Regions from separate parts of the Rattus norvegicus genome. Here region 2 is linked to region 1. The links are chromatin contacts, called in public Hi-C maps. All regions are on one chromosome and are shown on one strand. The core of a region is the stretch at or near the end of the contact, and the rest is flanking DNA. Distances in the headings are between cores, read along the strand shown. Region 1 holds the start of Col5a2 (collagen type V alpha 2 chain). Region 2 has its middle 37 kb from the start of Col5a2.

What was found. Hi-C and Micro-C count contacts between places; a contact is called where the count stands out from the background.
Region 2: a Hi-C map of the A7r5 cell line shows a contact between it and region 1, with 1.8 times the contacts expected there. The contact joins the enhancer-like site here to the promoter of Col5a2 in region 1. A contact is called at or near these places in 3 of 12 Hi-C or Micro-C datasets (the A7r5 cell line, the Rat2 cell line and Schwann cells).

The regions. Positions count from the first base shown.
Region 1 is chr9:55,087,956-55,092,255 of GRCr8, forward strand. Col5a2 (collagen type V alpha 2 chain) reads right to left here and starts at 2,196. Exons shown (of 54, transcript NM_001399195.1): 1 at 1,952-2,196. The coding sequence starts at 2,045.
Region 2 is chr9:55,125,496-55,129,795 of GRCr8, forward strand. No RefSeq gene overlaps it. Among named protein-coding and RNA genes, the nearest start is that of Col5a2, 37 kb to the left of the region's middle. Within about 2 kb of position 2,401, at least 13 of the 93 cell types and tissues checked have an H3K27ac peak or open chromatin away from gene starts, as enhancers often do. A contact at or near this core is called in the A7r5 cell line and Schwann cells, where this site is marked.

The DNA of each region.
Region 1 (4,300 bases), core at 946-3,445:
GGGGTTGGAGTTTGTCTGCTATTTAATGACACCAAGGAAAAAGGATTTGGCCCAAAGGCAGGACTTTCTGAACTATACCTCCTATTCTTAATGTATGTAAATTAATATTAGAGAACAGTAAACCCCTCATTTTTAAGTAAGACCTAGAGAATAAATTCAATGACCTAGATGAGAGTTTTAGCACAAGACCTATTCTCAAAAGCTTTTGAGCATCCTATATTTTCATTTACATACATATTTGATTACTTTTGTACTTTACAAAAGTTAAGTGCATCGTTTTAATATAAATTGAGAATAAAGTCTCTATAGATATTTTAGAGTAGGTTTTCTGGTAGGGGAGGGGAGTGAGCAGATTCACTGATACTCAGACATTTTCCTTCTATCCTAATGTTGCAGTCTGCTTTCCTCTTTTCTGACTTCTTTGTTCTCCAGTTTGAAAACAACACAGACTTTTCATGGCATTATGAGGAAATTCGTTTCACCCTTCATAAATTCCCTCTCTTTTTGAAACATAGAAACTGATTTTAAAAGTTTCAAGATTTTAGAAAAGTGCACCCTCTATGGGACTATTGACAGACTTGAATTTTATCTCCAGAACGTTATAGGATTTCTAAAACTGCTAAATAGTTTCTAAATATCTTTAGAGAAAAATTCAGAAAGGCAGGAAAAAAAACATATACAGATAGATGGATATACACATGAGAAAGACAATAGTAGACATGGTTAACACATTACAAAGTTTTGAAAGCTTGAGTTTGATGCTAACAGTGACGAAGATCTATGCTGGCCTCTTACAGTGAGAATGTGTCTATTTCTGACACTTCGATCTTCAAAAGTTAAGGTTAATATCAATGACGCCCGTTTTATTTTATTTTTTTTAAAGTTTTGTCCTATAGTAGCCATGCCATTTTGCTTAACAATATGACTCACCACTAACATATGTAACCCACACAGGGGAAACAAACAAACAAACAAGAAAACAGTAACCAAGCAAGATATGCCTTAAAAGAAAGGAAAATAGAAGGAACAGGGGGAAGGGAAGGGAACCGGAAAGGAAGGAAGGAAGGAAGGAAGGAAGGAAGGAAGGAAGGAAGGAAGGAGGGAGGGAGGGAGGGAGGGAGGGAGGGAAGGAAGGAAGGAAGGAAGGAGAGAGAGAGGGAGGGAGGGAGGGAGGGATTTAAGGGAAAAGTCCTTCTCAATACTCTATTCCAAGTAAGTTATATATAAGGCGTGCTGATTGTCTGCCTTCAGCCATTCTCCCAGGAACTACACTATCCCAATAATCAAGTCAGTAGGGTGGGAAAGTACCGCAGTTTAAGAAATCTGGTTTCTATCAGCGTCTGTCATGAAGAAATAAACTTGACTCCCTCTCAGTAAGCAAACAAGATTTTAAGATCAGAGATGAAAACGTTAGGAGGGGAGGATAAAGCTTTGGAAAGAAAGGAATGAAGAGCAAAGACAAAGGAAACTCCGAACTATCAGGGTTGCTGCAGAGGTTTTTCTAAACAAAGACTGCTGCTGAAGTTCGAACAGGAAAGACTCCACCCTGCCCTGCTTCTGCAGCAGCAGCGGCGGCGGCGGCGGCGGCGGCGGCTTTCCCAGCTTGGAAAGCGCCAGCCCACACAACAGACCTCTAACTAAAAAGTGCCTCCGGTTAAGCACTCTTTTCTTTTAAACATCACACTCTTACGTTCGGGCAAAAGGACTGATCGGATCCTCGCTCTTAGAGGATGTCAGAAACTAACTTTTTGCCAGGGCACACACAGAAGCTCCGGATTTGCAGACGTGCCTAGTCTCCAGAGCCAAGCTGTTTCCCAGGTGCAAATCCTACAGCCCCCTTCTCAAACTTCAAACCAGAGTCTTCCCTTCACGCTCCTCCTGAAGCTTAACATTCCATCTAGTTCCCAAACCAAGCCATAAACACCATAAGCAAAGCAAAAGGCAAACTCACCATTCTCTTGTTCCTGGGCTTTTATTGAGACACAGTACCCTAATAAAACAAAAAGAATGAGGAGAGGTCTTGCTACCACCCAGTTTGCCATCATGCCTAAATATGAGACATGTGGGTCCTCCTGGGATCGAAGAGTAGATATGGAGGTCACTGTAGCACCATGAATTTGGCTGGGGTCTCTTTTTCAGCACCAGTCCCAGGGGCTGCCTCAGTCTGTTTCAGCACCAGCTCCAGCAGAGTCTGTGAAAACTTTTTTCAAGCGACGCAGCTTTAAATAGGAAGAATGCTGCCTCCACTTCTTTTCCTGCCCCTTTCAGCTTGTTCAGGCCCATAACCATCCAGTGTCTGCCAAGCAACCCTCTGATTGATGGTAAGCAACCAAATCAGAGCGCAGGACTCTGCGACTTGAGTTTTCAGTATTCCTTGTAGATTTTAAGCGCAGAGGCAGCTTCCCAACAGAGACGAACTTTTATTTCTTCTTCTGTTTGAGTGTGTATGCCTTTTCTTTTCTTCTCTTTTTTTAAAAGAAAGCCTATTAGAAGGAGTCTGCTCCTCCCTCCCTAACTCTTCCCCCAGACACACACCCACTGACTTTTTCCAGAGACACTAAAAAAGCTTTAGGGAGGATTACAGCCTTTTAGTGGATTTGTTTTTCTTTTGCATTTAGATAATTCAGACTTCTCTTCATCACTTAAGCCTTTAAAACGTCACTTTTTAACCTGTTCTTTTGACAGCAGAGGAATGATTCTTGTCCCGATTTTCACTGTGCTCCCTTTCTCATGCTGTGAGAGGATTCTGGAAGAGAGAAGAGGCAGAATACACCCGACTCAAAATGAACTTGAGGTCCTTTTCATTGAGTTGCTTCCATGTCGCTTAAGGAGACATAGCTATACATTCTCCTTGTCACAGAGCATTTTACTGTGTTTTTTTTTTTTTAAAAAAGTCCACCAAGCTTGTTGACTGAGGAAAACACACTGCTTTAGGTCTCAGAAAGGGTGGGTTCCCACATCAGATCTGCCACTCACCAATTTTGTGAATTTATACATAGTCTTTATCTGTCCAATTTTCTTGTTGGAAAGGGGGCTTTGGCCTGACGAGTGTGCAGGATCTGGTGATACTAAACTGAGTAATATGCTATTAACTAGATTCCAAATTGCAAAGAGCTACATAAAAGTGGATGGCGCTGTCATTAGCCCCCACACCAGCTTTCCAGGGAACATGGTAGTCCCAGCTGTATATGTCTCTTAAGAGCAAGTCATTAACTTTTTGCCCTACTCAAGCTTGACAAGATTTAAATGCCCTCAGTGTTTTTAAAAGTCTAATACATTTGATATTGTGAGTTCTCGAGGAACAGAATTAAGTCACACACAACACGTATGACTCAAGTCTTCGTAGTTTCTCAGCACTGAACAGGTACTCTGAGACACCCTGAATATTGGAGGGAATATGGCATACTGGAAACAAAGGCAGAATCTATCACCTTTAAAAAACGTATTATGTAAATGCTGAAAAAAATACATCTATATGAAACAAAAAATACAAACCAGATATACAGCTATTTGTGGAATGAATTAAACCCAAAATAAATACAAAAAAAGAATAGTCTAAAATTAGAATAGGTATATAAAACTTCATTTACTGTTTAATTTCCTTAATAAAAGAAAAAAATCCAAAAGAGGTAGAGCTAGGCTCTGGAGAAGTTCCCAAAACAACTTTCTCGCCCTGTACCATAGAGAATAACTTGACATCAAGACCTGTCTATGTCTAGTGAATTCTTTCACCAACATACTGCTGTTCCCATGGCTGTCTTGCTCACACTTAATGAATGGGTTAAATAAGGAACAAAAATCAAATTTCTTCTAATTATTTGAACAATAGCTGAAAAAACCCATGATGTAAAAGCTCTTGTTAATCCTTCATCAAAGGAATGTTGTTTTGCAACAGATGGAAATCACTTCAGAAAACCTCAATCAATTAAAATGCAGAATCATGTAACCCAGTCTCAATGTTATATCTATCAAACTACTCTTGAACATAAGGCTCAGAGAACATTGAGGAAGAAGAGGCAGAAAGTCCGTAAGAATAAAGGAATCATAGAAATGTCAGAAGCTATATGCATAAAATCTCACCACCATGTCTGCCTCACCATGAACTGAACAAGGAAAACAACAATAAACATGCCCAACTTGACAGAAGAATGACCAGGAGGCTTCAACCTTACACAGAGAAGTACAGGCATCTAAGGAATGCTGAACATAAGAACATACCCCAGAGAGGAGTATACCACTGGTTATGCAATAGCAAATGGTCAGCTCTGAAAATATACATGCAGGTAACCTGATATAGACA
Region 2 (4,300 bases), core at 1,151-3,650, 38 kb after region 1:
GGGCAGTAACTTTTTCTGGATTTTGATCCTGGACTGTATAAAAAAGGAGAAAATGAGCTGAGTGTTGAGTAAATTTTATGTATGTTTATGTACTTTTTTTGCTTTTAGTGATGTATAGAAACCATTATTTGTCTAAATATACAGATGATAATTTTTTGTCTACACATATAATTGTAAAAATATTAACATGAAAGCGGATGGAGAAAGATTCAAGGAGGCAGGGACTTTGGAGGATGACCACAAAATAACGTTTGCAGGATGCGACAGAGCCATTGCACACATGAACTAACATCAACTGTGATGTATGCACAAGACTCACTCAAGATGAAGCCCGCCGGATCTGTAACCTGGATTGGGCAGAGCCCCAGGAAAGCTCATCCGTAGCTGAGGGGCTATGGCAATTGATGGCTGTGGAGAAGAGAGAGTTTTCTTTGCACTAATAAGTTACTGAAGTTCCAATGGATGAAACTACATTCATGAAAGACTGGCAGCACTGAGTGGACTCCAGTGACTTTAAAATGGGGCCATGAAGTTGTCAGCAAAAATGATAGGAGGGTGGATATAGGAAGGGTTGCAGAGGAGAGAGGAGAGATGGAGCTAATCAAAACACAATATTTTAAAACAACATCCTTAGCCTTCTTATGAAAGCCTAGGTTATGATATGTTTAATAGTTTGAATATTACTACATTTTCGAATTATTATATTCCCAAAGTTACAATAAATTTGCTTTATTTTAGGTGAGCAAAAAAAACCCATAATATACTCATGTATGAAAATAATAGCTAAAAGAATTGATTTTAACAATGTGTCATCCTCCATTGAATTTAATTTGAAGTATTTATAAATTTTAGTGAATGAAGAAAATGGAGATATAACTCAGAGGTTAAGAGCACATACTATTCTTATAGAGAACTTTGAGTTTGGTTTCCAGCACTATATTTGGTAGCTTACAACCATCTGTAACTCCAGTTTCACAGTATCTGATGCCCTCTTCTAAGCTCAGAGTACACTCACAAACAGGTATGCACATACCCACAAACGTTCCCACAAATACATACACAACATTCCCCCACACCCTGATAACACACACACACACACACACACACACACACACACACACACACAAAACATACAACACACACACACACTCACTCACTCACTAAAAACATATCTTTAAAGAATTTCAGTGACTGAATTAATCTTTTTTGTGTCCTTTGTTTATTATTGCTGAAGAATTTGGTAGTATTTCTTGATAATCTTTCATTAATATCTATTTGTGAAATAATATGCAATTAAATCTTGATAACAACATGCTTTCTTAGTTAGGAATAAGAATTAAATTGAGCTTTTCCAATTTGAAATCTCTGTATGTATCTTCAGCCTGTTAAGTACACACTCACAACAGCCATGAGGAGCCTCACTACTCTATTGATGCACATACTTTAGAAAAGTGCCTAAAGTCACCAAATCGGGATTCTTTTTTCTAAATTAAGTTGCCTAACTATAAACTTCCCATTGTTAAGGGATATAAAGGTCAGCATTTAACAGCCCTAGTTCCAAACAGATCATGGACAAATCTGCTGGTGGACATTTGCCAAGAAATGGAGTGTTTGCAGACTGCTCGGCATAGATTCCTAAGAAAGAGCAAGCTCCGCCCAGTCCCTTTACTCTGCATTCCCTGCCTGTCTTGCTCCAGAGAAATAAGTAGACACATTTAAACCATCAACAGAATTTTACGTTAATCTGAGAAAATACATTATGAAGAACAGATGATGTCGCAGTATTGTTGATTCCCTTCAGTGAACAAGATCTTCAACTTCATGTTTTGAAAATAGAGATTCACCTCTCTTCTAGGCTCATACCCATCTGTGCTTAAAAGTTTAAGCACTGCTTTCCAAGTGATTTAGTGCACTATTTCTTGAGTAGCCGAACTGCAGTTGTTAGTGCCCACATTGCTGCAGTTCTGGCGAATCAGCTCACCATATTTGGATTTTTTTCTTCTTTTTTTGGTTTTCTCCTTTCAATGGCTTCCTCTGTCGGTTTTTTCCCCTCCACAAATGTTCATCAAGTGAAAACAGATGAAACACATGACTCATTCTGCTCGGCCGGGGATGGGTTTGGTGATGTCATTTCTGTCTCAGTGGCCAAATAGTTCTAAAGAGAATAATCAATCTAGCAGACTCGCCGTTTCAGTTAGAAATTAAAGCATTTACTGTAAGTTCTCTTCATCTCCCCATTCCTGCTCCCTCTGTTACCTCCCTTCCCCAAAAAAGAAAGAAAGAAAGAAAGAGAGAGAGAAAGAGAGAGAGAGAGAGAGAAATGTGAATGTAAACTTCTGAAACAGTTACGTGCTTTCCTTGTGTGTCATACCACACACACATATTTCTCTCACCCCTCCTGTCTCATTCCACTCATTTTTTTCCAGACTGTTATTCTTTATGAACAGAAAAAGAATGAAACAGATTTATATTTAACAGTTTGAAAACCCTGCTCACTCCAACCTTGTTCTAAGTACAGGCATTGCTATCTGCTTTCAAGGTTGCATCTGAGGACTCTGAAATCTTAATCTTCACCCAAGCCTGTACTTCATGTATCTGAATCAAATCCAGTTTTCATCTGACATCATGTATTAGATATTTTCTAAATTTGAATTCAAAATGGTTGAAACTGAATTAGGGACTTGTATTAGACATCCAAATCGTATGCCATTGTTATTTTCTACTATTATGAAAAGCTTCACCAGACTCAAATCCCATGAGGGGAGAAAACTGGACTCTCAGAAGTGCAGGCAATCTTCAGAGCTCAGAGGAGACAACTACTTTTGCTCACATTTCTGGCCCAAGAGGAATCTGCCTGGTGCCCTCTGTGCCCTCTGGGCACAGGAACCTAAGAGCAGTCAGGGACAGGAAACTTCTGATTTCTCCTACACTGAAAGTCAGGAGAAAAGTCAGGCACCAAGAGTGGTTGACACACCTGAGAGCAGAGATAAGACCAATTCTCCTCCAAAACACCCTCATGGAGGCTTCAGGACACAAACCCAAGAACAGTCTGGGATAGGACCCTTCTGATTTCTGCCTGCATCTGGAGCTGACCTGGTCCCCCACAGCTCTCTTTTCCCAGATCCAGCTGAAAGAAAACAGGTCTTCAGGAGTGCTGACATACAGACTTACAGAAGGGGCAAGCCACTTTCAGAGACAGCAAGACCAGCCAACACCAGAGACAACCTGATGGCTAGAGCAAGCACAGGAACCTAAGCAACAGAAACCAAGACTACCTGGCATCATCAGAGCCCAGTTCTCCCACCAAAGCAAATACTAGATATCCCAACACACTGGAAAAGCAATCTTTGGATTTAAAATCACATCTCATGATGATGATAGAAGACTTTAAGAAGGACATAAATAACTCCCTTAAAGACATACAGAACAACACAGGTAAACAAGTAGAAGCCCTTAAAGAGGAAACAAAAATCCCATAAAGAATTACAGGAAAACACAACCAAACATGTGAAGGAATTGAATAACACCATTCAGGATATAAAAATGGGATGGTGATTTTCCCAGAAATTTTTTTTATTATTGAGAATAGTTTTCAATATCCTGGACTTTTTGTTATTCCAAATGAATTTGCAAATTGTCATTCCTAACTCTATGAAGAATGGAGTTGGAATTTTGATGGGGATTGCATTGAATCTCTAAATTGCTTTCAGAAAGATGGCTATTTTTACTATATAAATCCTGAAAAATCTATGATCATGGGAGATCTTTCCATCTTCTGAGATCTTCAATTTCTTTCTTCAGAGACTTTAAGTTCTTGTTACACAGATAGTTCACTTGCTTGATTAAAGTAATAGCAACGTATTTTTTATTGTTTGTGACTATTGGGAAGGGTGCCATTTCCCTAATTTCTTTCTCAGCCAGTTTATCCTTTGAGTACAGGAAGGATGCTGATTTGTTTGAGTTAATTTTATATCCAGCCACTTTTCTGAAGTTATTTGTCAGATGTAGGAGTTCTCTGGTAGAGTTTACAGGGTCACTTAAGTATACTACCATATTATCTTTTTCTCTGTGTTCTCCTGTATTTCTTTAGTGAGGTTATTTTTGTCCTTCCTAAAGTCCTCTATCATCATCATGAGATGTGGTTTTGATTTTTAAATCCCAAATCTTGCTTTTCTGGTGTGATGGGCTATCCAGGACTTGTGGTAGTGAGAGAACTGGATTCTGATGGTGCCTAGTTGCCTTGGTTTCTGTTGCATATGTTCTTGTACTTGCCTCTCACCACCTGGTTATCTCTAGTGCT